Regions from separate parts of the Pan troglodytes genome. Here region 2 is linked to region 1. Evidence: chromatin contacts called from public HiChIP or PLAC-seq data. All regions are on one chromosome and are shown on one strand. The core of a region is the stretch at or near the end of the contact, and the rest is flanking DNA. Distances in the headings are between cores, read along the strand shown. Region 1 holds the start of SMAD7 (SMAD family member 7). Region 2 holds the start of DYM (dymeclin).

Evidence for each region. HiChIP or PLAC-seq counts read pairs in DNA pulled down with a chosen protein or histone mark.
Region 2: an H3K4me3 HiChIP or PLAC-seq map of stem cell-derived excitatory neurons shows a contact between it and region 1, with 2.5 times the contacts expected there. The contact joins the promoter of DYM here to the promoter of SMAD7 in region 1. A contact is called at or near these places in 1 of 1 datasets of contacts at active chromatin or transcription factors (stem cell-derived excitatory neurons) and 1 of 1 other capture datasets (stem cell-derived neural stem cells).

What each region holds. Positions count from the first base shown.
Region 1 is chr17:59,027,005-59,032,359 of NHGRI_mPanTro3-v2.0_pri, forward strand. SMAD7 (SMAD family member 7) reads right to left here and starts at 2,716. Exons shown (of 4, transcript XM_016933668.4): 1 at 1,563-2,716; 2 at 133-186. The coding sequence starts at 2,175.
Region 2 is chr17:59,532,085-59,537,421 of NHGRI_mPanTro3-v2.0_pri, forward strand. It overlaps DYM (dymeclin), which reads right to left and starts at 1,446. Exons shown (of 17, transcript XM_001151222.8): 1 at 955-1,446.

The DNA.
Region 1 (5,355 bases), core at 1,466-3,965:
AACAGAGGAAACCTAGAACCAACGTGAAGCCCAGCACCTCCCCAAGCCTTTGCCTACACACAAAAAGCCAGGTTCTAGAGGCTCTATTTCTAACTTAAGATAAGCAGGATATTTTAAAAATCATCTACTCACCAGTTGGTTTGAGAAAATCCATCGGGTATCTGGAGTAAGGAGGGGGGGGAGACTCTGAAATTAAAAAAGCAAGAGAAAATAAAGGCCCAGCCATGAGAAGAGAGATAGAAACTTATGATAACAGAGGCATTCTTTTAGCCCAACTGTTTGTCTTAGCTGTGGGGGTTGGAGGCAGGGCCGCGAGGCGGTGATTGCCTTGATATTTAGCTGTCAGATAAACAAAAGAGGCCGCCTGGCGCCAGCCTCGGCGCTCCGCTCCTCCACGTCTGCGGCCGCAGCCGCCGCGCTCGGCTGGCCCGGCTGGAAACCACCGGCTCGGCCGGAGCCGCGCACTTCACAGTTCACAGGGCGGGGGGCGACCATGCCCCCTCCCCGTCCTCGGACTCCAGACCCAGCTCCCAGCAACCTCGGCTCCCCGCCCCGGCCCGCCCCCCAGGCGTGCAATTCACCTCTGCCCCCGCCGGTCCGCTCGGCACTCGCGCGGGGGACACGGGGCTGCCCATTCCTAGCGCACTGGGGAGATGCATCCCAAGCGTGCTGGGGAACGTGGGGGATCTGCGGGCGCCCGGGGTGAACCCTCACATCACACTCTGTGTACAGAGACGTAGAGTAAAGGAAGGAATGGAGAAAGCTGAGAGGATAAAAGGAAAGGAGTTTCAGGGTCTCAGCCGAGAAGCCCAGGCCCCAGCGCAGTAAGAGGCGACAACGTCACTGAGGCGCCGGGGCCCCACTAATCTACAGACTTATCTGTGCGGAAGGAAGGAAAAAGTAGGGGACACCCAACTTCTCCTGCCTGTTTGTTCCTCTGCACCCTGGGGCTGGCAGAGTTGAAAGGAGACAGATACCCAGTTCGGCCTTCCATCCAACTCTCTTTGCCCCAAAACTCCAAAGGTGCGCGGCCACGACAGTATCTGGGCCACTGGTGTTCGACGTGATTCTCCGTATTTACTAAAGGAGTAAATACGGAGACCTTCCAGCCTTTATAGCACGCTTCTCCCAGCCTTCCTTGGCGGGCCTGGACCAAATCCAACTCGGCCACACACCTCAACGTCTTTCCGGGTGCGGGGAGGCGTGACCCCCCCCACCTCCCTCTGCACCCCCTTGTTGATCCGGAAATGAAGGCGTCTAATTTTTAACCGCAGACTGCAGGAGCAGTGCCCGTAGACCCCTTCGGGGCAACACAGGAGAAAACCTGGAAGGGAACCCCCAGGGAATGCCCTTTGAGTTTCCCCTTGTCTCTTCTCTACTTTCAGCCCCCAGTCTCTTCCCAGGAGGGTATGCACACTCTCCCAGGAGGGTATGCACACTCTCCCAGGAGGGTGTGCACACTCCCCACTGGAGGGATGGCTGCACAAACGCACTGCCCTAGGGGCTTTTCTTCCAGCACTGGCGCTCCGGAAAATGTTGGGGGTAGGGGGACAACTTCTCACCTAGTTCGCAGAGTCGGCTAAGGTGATGGGGGTTGCAGCACACCAGCTCGGGGTTGATCTTCCCGTAAGATTCACAGCAACACAGCCTCTTGACTTCCGAGGAATGCCTGAGATCCGGCCACCTGAACACTTTGCACAGCAGGAGGGGGAGCGAGTAGGACGAGGGCGGCTGCGCAGGCTGCGCGCCGGCGGGCGCCCCCGGGCCCAGCCTGCAGTCCAGGCGGCCGGGCAGCAGGAGGCACGCGGTGCGCGTCCCGCCGCGGGACTCCACGGCCTGGAGCAGCAGCTCCAGCTGCCGCTCCTTCAGTTTCTTGAGCACCGAGTGCGTGAGCGCCTTCAGATCCGCCTCGGCGCCCCCGGCCGCGCCGGCGCCCGCGGCTGGCGGGTGGGGATGGTGGTGACCTTTGGCACCTCGCACCGCCTTGCCCAGGCAGCATCCAGCCCTGCCCGGGCCGCCGCTACCGGCCCCATGCGCTCGGCTGTCCGTCGCCCCTTCTCCCCGCAGCTCGCCTCCTCCTCCACCTCCCCCCGCGCCCTCCTCCTCGTCCTCGCCGCCGGGCGCACGGCTCCTCCAGAGACGCCGGACGAGCGCAGATCGTTTGGTCCTGAACATGCGGGGCGAGGAGGCGAGGAGAAAAGTCGTTTGCCTGCTAAGGAGCGAACATGACCTCCGCACACCATGAAGAAGTCGGGCGCCGAGTTGGGGCAGCAGGCGCAGGCGACAGCAGCAGCAGCAGGGGCCCGGGCAGGAGCGGCGGCGGCCCGAGGGGCGCTCCGTGGCATGCGCCAGTCTCCCGGAGACCGGGGCGCGCGCGGGGGCCCGGGGGCGCCCGCCGGGGATCGGGGGCCTGCGCTCCGGCTGCCCCACCCCGCGCGGCCCGCGCCCTGCGCGGCTCTCCGGCCCCGGCGCGCCCCGGAGGAACCCGGCCGCCGCTTCCCTGGGGACGGCCGAGCCTGCCCCCGTCGGCGCCTCCCCAAAAAGAGGCCCCCCCGCAGTGGCTCCCGAATGTCGGGCTCGCCAGCCTCGGCTTCCTACATGGAAGGTCCGCGGGGGCAAAAAACGAAAGGCGTTCGGCTGGGCTGTTGGAAGAAGGAAAAAGCCTCTTTCCCCCTTGCTAAGCAACTTAATTTGGGGGTGGGGAGAAGCAGGCAATTAAAAAAAAAAAAGCAAGCACGCGATTTATTTTTTTCCTCTATATCCTTAGTAACCGGATCTCCTCGAATTCCGTGCACACGAAGACTCAGGGGAGGGGGCCGAGTGGACTTCACCCCGCATGAGATGTCTGGCAAAATAAGAAGGCTCTCGCAAAACCTAACAACCAAATATGCAAAGCCCCAAATGAAAACCACCACCTCCTCGAACCTCAGAGGTCTGGGGGCGTCCGGCTGGAACTGGGGTTTAAAAAAAGAAAATGTTTACAAAGTATAACAAGATGTTTGATGAGTGGAAAAATGTATCCACGAGTTACATCCCCCCGTTTCCTTGCAAAGCCCCGCTGGTCTTCCTCTCCTTTTCTTCTGCCAAAAAAAAAAAAAAAATCGTGTATTTTTTTAATCCACAGAAAGCTTTGGCTAGACCGCTTCAATCCTGCGCATCTGGGTGGTTTAGGGGAGTCTCTGGTCTTTCCTCCTGCGCTCCTGGGGGCCCAGGTCCTCGGCGGGGACTTCCTCGAGGCTGGCGGGGGCGCAGGGGCAGAAGATGCTGCTGCGGCGGCTGAGCCCGGCGGGGCTGACAGCGCGGGGGAGGGTGGCGCGGCGGCGGCGGAGGGCCCCAGACGGGTCGCGCGTTCTCGCCCCCCCGGGCACAAGCTGCTTGCTAGTGCAGGGGCCGCCGGTGTCCCTTCCCCTGGCCGCGGCTGGCCGCCGAGGCTCCCCGCATGGGCTGCTCGCCTCGACCCAGCTGCGGCGGCAGGAGGCCCCGGTGTCCTCTCGGCGCCTCCTCCTCCGAGACTCTCCTCGTCGCGCCCGGGAGCCTCCTTGTCCCCGGTCCGCCCTCTCCTGGCGCTCCGGTCCTTCTGCCGCCGCCAGGGGCTCGCCGCGCCGCACTCAGGGGCTCAGGGGCCGGGCGCTCGGCGGCTCGGCGCCGGCGGACTGGCTCTGTCTCAGGCAGCTCTCTCCCGCGCGGCGAGCGGACCGAGCACGGCGCCCGGCTGGCTCGGCTGGCGCGGCTCGGGGACAGGATCTTCCGTGCGCCGAGCAGCAAGCGAGTGTGCCCGGGGCTCACCGCCTCCCGCAAGGCCTCCCGCCCCCGCCCCCTTCCCTCCCCCTTCCTCCCCCTTCCCTCCCCCGCCCCCAGCCGCCGCAGCCGCCGCCGCCTCCTCCCCGCCCCCCCGCACCCCCCCTCCGGCCCTCTGCTCGGCTGGTTCCACTGCGCAGTGGCGCGCCCGGCTCCGGCCTCGTCACGTGGCCGTCTAGACACCCTGTCGCTTTAAAAAAAAAAAAAAAAGCGATTGTGTTTCGCAAACAACAGATCGGGTTTCTAAAAGCTATTTCTCCCCCCAACCCCCCGCCACCGCCACCCCCTCCCGGGTCTGTAGAGGGGGTACCGATGGAGGGGAGAGAGATAGGTGGGGGGCAGAGAAGCTCCCAGAATGGATTGAGCCCCGGCCGGAGCCATGGAGAAATTGGAAAAGCAGGGAGCACCGAGCGGGCTTCGCCGCGAGTTTTGGAGCTGAGCGAGCGGGTCGGTGGCCCGATTTCGACCCGGCTGGGTTTCGCGATGGCCATCTCGCGCGCGCTCGCCCTAGCGCTTCATTCATTGGTTTTGTTTTAAAGGCCCTGGCGGTGGATCCCTTGGCCGCGCCCGAGGGCAAGGGGAGGAGAGCGCTGTCTCGGTTTAAAAGACATTTATACCGGACTGGACCGAGGCCCTGGGAAGTGTGCGCTGAGGGGAACAGCCGCCGAGGGCGGGGAGGCGGCGTGAATATGACCTCAGCGGCGGCCGCGCGCTCCCTCCCGCCCTCTCAGCTCCGGGCTCCGGTTTCTAGGACTGCCTGGAGAAGTGTGTCTTGTGCACAGCTCTGGAATGCATTTGGCCGGCTGACGAGCTGCGAGGGGCAGCATCCCGGCGGGAGAAGGGGAGCGGGGGTGGGGGCTCGCCTGCGCGCCGCGGGCAGGTTTCCTCCCGGGCCCGGAAGACCTCCGCCACCCGCCACCCTGCCTCCCGGCGCGGGAAGGTTACCCAGCGAGCAGACCTGCCTAGGGCATTCATTTGCATGCAGGCCTTGTTTCTGGGCCTCGTAGCTTTCAAGGTGCTTAGAGTCAGAGAGTTTATTCCTTGACCCCAGGTCCCGAAGAAACATATACCCAAGCTGGCGGGTTACTGCATAGAAACGGGCATGGCATTGCTAGAGCATAAACGCATTTACAGCGTGAAAGCTGATGGCTCCGAGAAACGTAATGATTTAAATACACACACATCAGTATTGATGAGGCCACTAGTTGGCATGGTGATCTAACCTCACTTCATATTCAGTGAAATACGATTTTTTTAAAAAGCCATTGAGAATTGTGAGATCAGGCCAGCAGTGAAACTCATTGGGGGCTTTAAAGAATCTTTTTTTCTTTCTTTCTTTCTTTTTTTTTTTTTTTTAGAGTCTCACTCTTCACCCGGGCTAGAGTCCAGTGGCTCGATTTCGGCTCACTGCAGCCTCTGCCTCCCCAGATCAAACGATTCTCCCACCTCAGCCTCCGGAGTAGCTGGGACTACAGGCGCGCGCCACCACACCTGGCTAATTTTTGTATTTTTTGGTAGTGACGCGGTTTAACCATGTTGGCCAGGCTGATGTGGAAC
Region 2 (5,337 bases), core at 196-2,695, 500 kb after region 1:
TATAGATTCTCTTCCCTTCCACCTCGTTCTTCTCTTGAGCCCTCAACTCATCAGCCTAAGCACCTGAGTTCCTCTGGTGGACGCTACATTCCTCTCCACGGCCTCCACCCTCCAGGTTTTCATCCTTCAGCACATCACCCTTGCTCTACACACCCCTCTCTCCAACTTCCCCTCTCCTCTTTCAAGGATCTCACTCCATCTGTGCCCCCAATCAGTCTATCCTGGGTACCCGCTTTGCTGGCCGATTACAATCATCCCATCACTTCTCTACCCCTGTTCAGTAGAGAACAGCTTTATCCAATCAGCTTTACCACACCAATACCCTCAAACCCCACTACTGCCCCCAGTTCACAAACACCCACCCTTTCACTTTTCAGTCAAAACACAATTGCTCAGGCAAATCCACGGCGACTGAAAGTAGATCAGTAGTGTAGGGGAGAGAAGGAGGAGTGACTGCTAATGGGTACGAGCTTCTTTGGGGCGGGGGGGTGATTAAAAAATGCTCTGGAGTTAACGGTGGTGATGGCTGCTCAACCCTGTGAATATACTAAAAACCACTGAGTTGTACTTTTAAAGGGTTAATTTTCTGATATGTTAATTATACCTCGATAAACTATGAATGTAAAAAGAAGAAAAACCCAACAGCTATTGCTCACCCTGCCCATCACACGCCCATTTGTCAGACCAACACCGCCCCATCTCCGGAAGCACCGACTTGGCCTTCGGTATCCCCCAACTCCCAACAGCGGACTCCGACAGAGGTCCGTCGGCTGTCAGCACAGCCCCTCCGGGTGGCCCAGGCGCCCGCGGGCAGGGAAGGGAGGGTCCCTTCGCCGCCGCCCCGGGGCGCTGGCCGGGTTGCGGAGGGTGGCCCCTGACCCCCTCTGACAGGAGGCCGGGGACAGCCAGGCTTTCGGGCCGGGCCGCGCTGAGGGGGGCGGCGCTACAGCCCACCTGTCTCAGCCGGCTGGGGGATCTGCTCCAGCTCCACGGACCCGCGGACGGATGGGCGGGTGGCAGAGGGGTCAGGAGAAGTCGCTGTCGCCGCCGCAGCCCCAGGTGGCGCACACCGGCTCAGGCCTCCATGTTTCCACGTCTCAGCGGGTACAGATCCGGCTCCGGTTCGGCCTGCAGCTCGGCCCCGGCTCGGCTCCAGCCCGGGCCGCGTCGGTGCGGAGGCCAGGAGGCGGCGAGAGAAGAGGGAAGCGACCGAGAACGCGGCTAGGGACCAGACCCCCAGGCGCGCGCGCCAGCCAGGCGGTCACGTGACACGCGGCGCGCGCGGGCTTCTGGAAACTGTAGTCCTTTGGGTGTTATTCGTGCCTCCGCCCTCCTAGTACCTCCTGGGCTACCGCAAAGCCACGTGGCGAAATCGAGAAGCGCAAAAACGGCCGTGCGCGGTGGCTCACGCCTGTAATCCCAGCACTTTAGGAGGCCGAGGTGGACGGATCACGAGGTCAGGAGATCGAGACCATCCTGGCCAGCATGGTGAAACCCCGTCTCCACTAAAAATACAAAAAGTAGCTGTCTGAGACAGGATAATCGTTTGAACCCGAGAGGCGGAGATTGCAGTGAGTCAAAAAGTAGCGTCTGAGGCAGGAGAATCGTTTGAACCCGAGAGGCGGAGATTGCAGTGAGTCGAGATCGGGCCACTGCACTCCAGCCTTGCGACAGAGCTCGACTCTTCTCAAAAAAAAAAAAAAAAAGAGAGAGAGAGAAGCGCAAAAACCTCACCTGCCGGGTGCTAGAGTCAACCTCACCTGCCAGGTGCTAGAGTCCTCGCTCATTGCTACACCGCTCGTTCTGGCGGCTTAACCTTATTAAGGCCTCTGTTAATTGCAGCTGAATAACCATCCCAAAGTCAAGCAATATTGTGTGGGATTCTGGAGAATTGAGAAATAGCAAAATAATTTTTGATGGAGGCAGCTGGCAGGGCTAGCCCTGCCTGCAAAGTTGTCGGAAAGGACAGGTCCCACGGGAAAGAGTAGCAATATGAGATAGTGCCAAAACTATGGAATTTGAAGTCAAATGAGCTGAGGTTTCCACACTGACGTCTTTGAGCAATTACTTTACCTCTCTCAGCCAGTTTCCTCACCTAAAATATATACATGATGATGATTCTGCCATTACAGGAAATGTTGACATGACTGTAGTAATAACAATTCACATTATGGATTATTTTCTATTTGCCATGCACTATTATTTCGCAAAATGACCCTATGGAACAGATAGCACCGTTATTCCCATTATATAGTCAATATGTGCCAGTGTACTCTGTAAAGTACTATACAAATATTAGATATTCTTTTCTAGCATAGACTGCCAGTACATTCACTGAGCTTGCAGAATTATGACAGGAAAACATATTAAAACCCAAAGTAGACTGGGCCCTGTGGCTCAGGCCTGTAATCCCAATACTTTGGGAGGCTAAGGTGGGAGGATCACTTGAGCCCAGGAGTTCGGAAGGACCAGCCTGAGCAACATAGCGATACACTGTCTCAACAAAAAATACAAAAATTAGCTGGGAGTGGTTGGCACACCCTCGGTCCCGGCTACTCGGGAGGCTGACGTGGGAAAATCGCTTGAGCCCGGGAGATTGAGGCTTCAGTGAGCCATAATCTCACCATTGCACTCTACCCTGGGCAACAGAACGAGACACTGTCTCAAAAAAAAAAAAAAAAAAAACCCAAACTACCTAACTAAAAAGCCATAGACACTACTATGCAGTCATTGTAAAGAATGCTACGGATGCATATTTATTTGAAAACATTTTCATGATACACTGAGTGGAAACATATATAGTATCAAATTTTCATAAGTGAATTATATTAGGTTGGTGCAAAACTAATTGTGGTTTTGCCACTTAATATAATATTTATATTAGTATATTAAATGATATATTAATATAACATGTAATATAATGTTTACTATAATATTTATAATACCTATGTATATGTGCTGTTGGAAAAAAGACAAATAATATTAACAATATTGCAACTTTGGGTAATGAGATCCTGTGTGGTTAAAATTAGTTTTTCCCTATGTTTTCTAATTTTTCTGCAAGGAATATGAAGTACATGTACAATTTTATTTTAAAATTACAGCAAAAAGAGACTCAGGGCTGGGCGTGGTGACTCATGCCTGTGATCCCAACACTTTGGGAGGCCGAAGCAGGCAGATCACCTGAGGTCAGCAGTTTGAGACCAGCCTGCCCATCATGGCGAAACCCCGTCTCTACGAAAAATACAAAAATTAGCCTGGTGTGGTGGCATGCGCCTGTAGCCCCAACTACTCAGGAGGCTGATGCAAGAGAATCACTTGAACCCAGACGGTGGAGGTTGCCACGAGTCGAGATCATACCCCTGCACTCCAGCCTGGGTGACAGAGCCAGACTCTGTCTCAAAAAAATAAAAAATAAAAAAAGAGACTCAGGCATGAAAACCTAACTCAAAATATTTTTTAATATTGCCTGGCACACAGTCTACTTTCCCCAGACTGACTCAGCAACAGTTGTGAGCATCTCCTCAGAACTGGCTTTATAGACCCAAGAAGCAAAATATTTTATTTTAAGGGGATCCTATTAGTGAAATTTTACATCGTCTCCCTTTGGTCATTTTTGGATGACTTGAAATAAACAGTCTTGCCTGTGTTCCTAGGCAAATGTTACAATGTTGCTAGGCAAATGTCATAAATCGGAAGATAAGATTAGGAATATTTTTTACTACGTAGGAAGCGTTGAGTTAGAGTAGCAGTCCTTATGCACCTTTTTTGTACATGTAATGTGCAAATTATTATCCTTGGACACCAACTTTCAAAACTGCCTGCAGAAGTATGATGGCCGGGTGTGGTGGCTCACGCCTGTAATCCCAGCACTTTGGGAGGCCGTGGTGGGCGGATCACCTGAGTTCCGGAGTTCAAGATCAGCCTGGCCAACATGGTGAAACCCCGTCTCTACTAAAAATACAAAAAAAAAAAAAAAAAAATTAGCCAGGTGTGGTGGTGCAGGCCTGCAGTCCCAGCTACTCAGGAGGCTGAGGCAGGAGAATTGCTTGAACCTGGGAGGCAGAGGGTGCAGTGAGCCAAGATCGCCCCACTGCACTCCAGCCTGGGTGACAGAGTGAGACTGCATCTCAAAAAAAAAAAAAAAAAAAAAAAGTATTATGATAACTTTGGCTGACTTGACAACTTCAGTGTCTAGTTAGTGCAGGAACAGCAATAGAAAATGTATGAAATCCTTCCACTAAATCCAATAGGATATCCTGGACTGCATCCTGGAATTGAAAAAGGCAATAGTGGAAAGCCTGATGAAACCTAAATGAAGTTTAGAGTTTAGTTAACAGTATTGTACCAATGCTGATTACCTAGTTTTGACAAAATGATGCTGTGGTTATATAAAATGTTAACGTTAAGGAAAGCTGGGTGATGGATATACGGTAACTCTCTACACCTTGCAGCTGTTCTTATTACTAAATATTACATTATTCCACGTGGTGGACAGAATACTATTTTTTTTTTTGAGACGGAGTTTCACTCTTGTTGCCAAGGCTGGAGTGCAATGGCACAATCTCAGCTCACTGCAATCTCCGCCTTCCAGGTTCAAGCAATTCTCCTGCCTCAGCCTCCTGAGTAGCTGGGAATAAAGGCGCGGGCCACCACACTAATTAAAAATTAGCCCAGCTAATTTTTATATTTTTAGTAGAGACGGAGTTTCACCATGTTGGCCAGGCTGATCTTGAACTCCTGACCTCAGGTGATCCACCTGCCTCAGCCTCCCAAATTGCTAGGATTACAGGTTACATTAAAAACAGGAGGAAAAGAAGAATGGAGATGTAAAGTGGAGCCAAATATCCTTCAAGCCCTGGTAGGCCTCTGAGGTTTCTATAACTACAAGTTTGCAAGGTCTGGACTGCAAACAGACTTCATGTGTCTTTAGAGCTGGAGGGGGACTGACTTTCTTTGTAGAAGCTAAAGGGCCAGAAAGGACCCATACGTAACAGAAGGACCCTCTGCAAGCAGGACCAAGACAGTCCCCAGATTATTGTCTTGAGGCTGTTCCAAGAACAGCAGTCAGGCTTCCACTTCCCCAAGAAAGAAGAGCAGACTTTGGAGTCAGACAGATCTGGGTTGAATTCTGGTTCCACAATTTCTGAGCTAAACGATTTGGGGAAAGCTACTTAACATCTCTGAGCCTCAGTTTTCTCCTCATGAAGGTGCCGTGAGAACGAAATTAAGTAATGCATGTAGCGTGTCATTTTCAATGTTAGTTCATCTGCATAATCCAGATGGTGGACAGCTCGCATGTCTTAGTTGCCAGCACCTGGCCACTCCTCCAAGGAG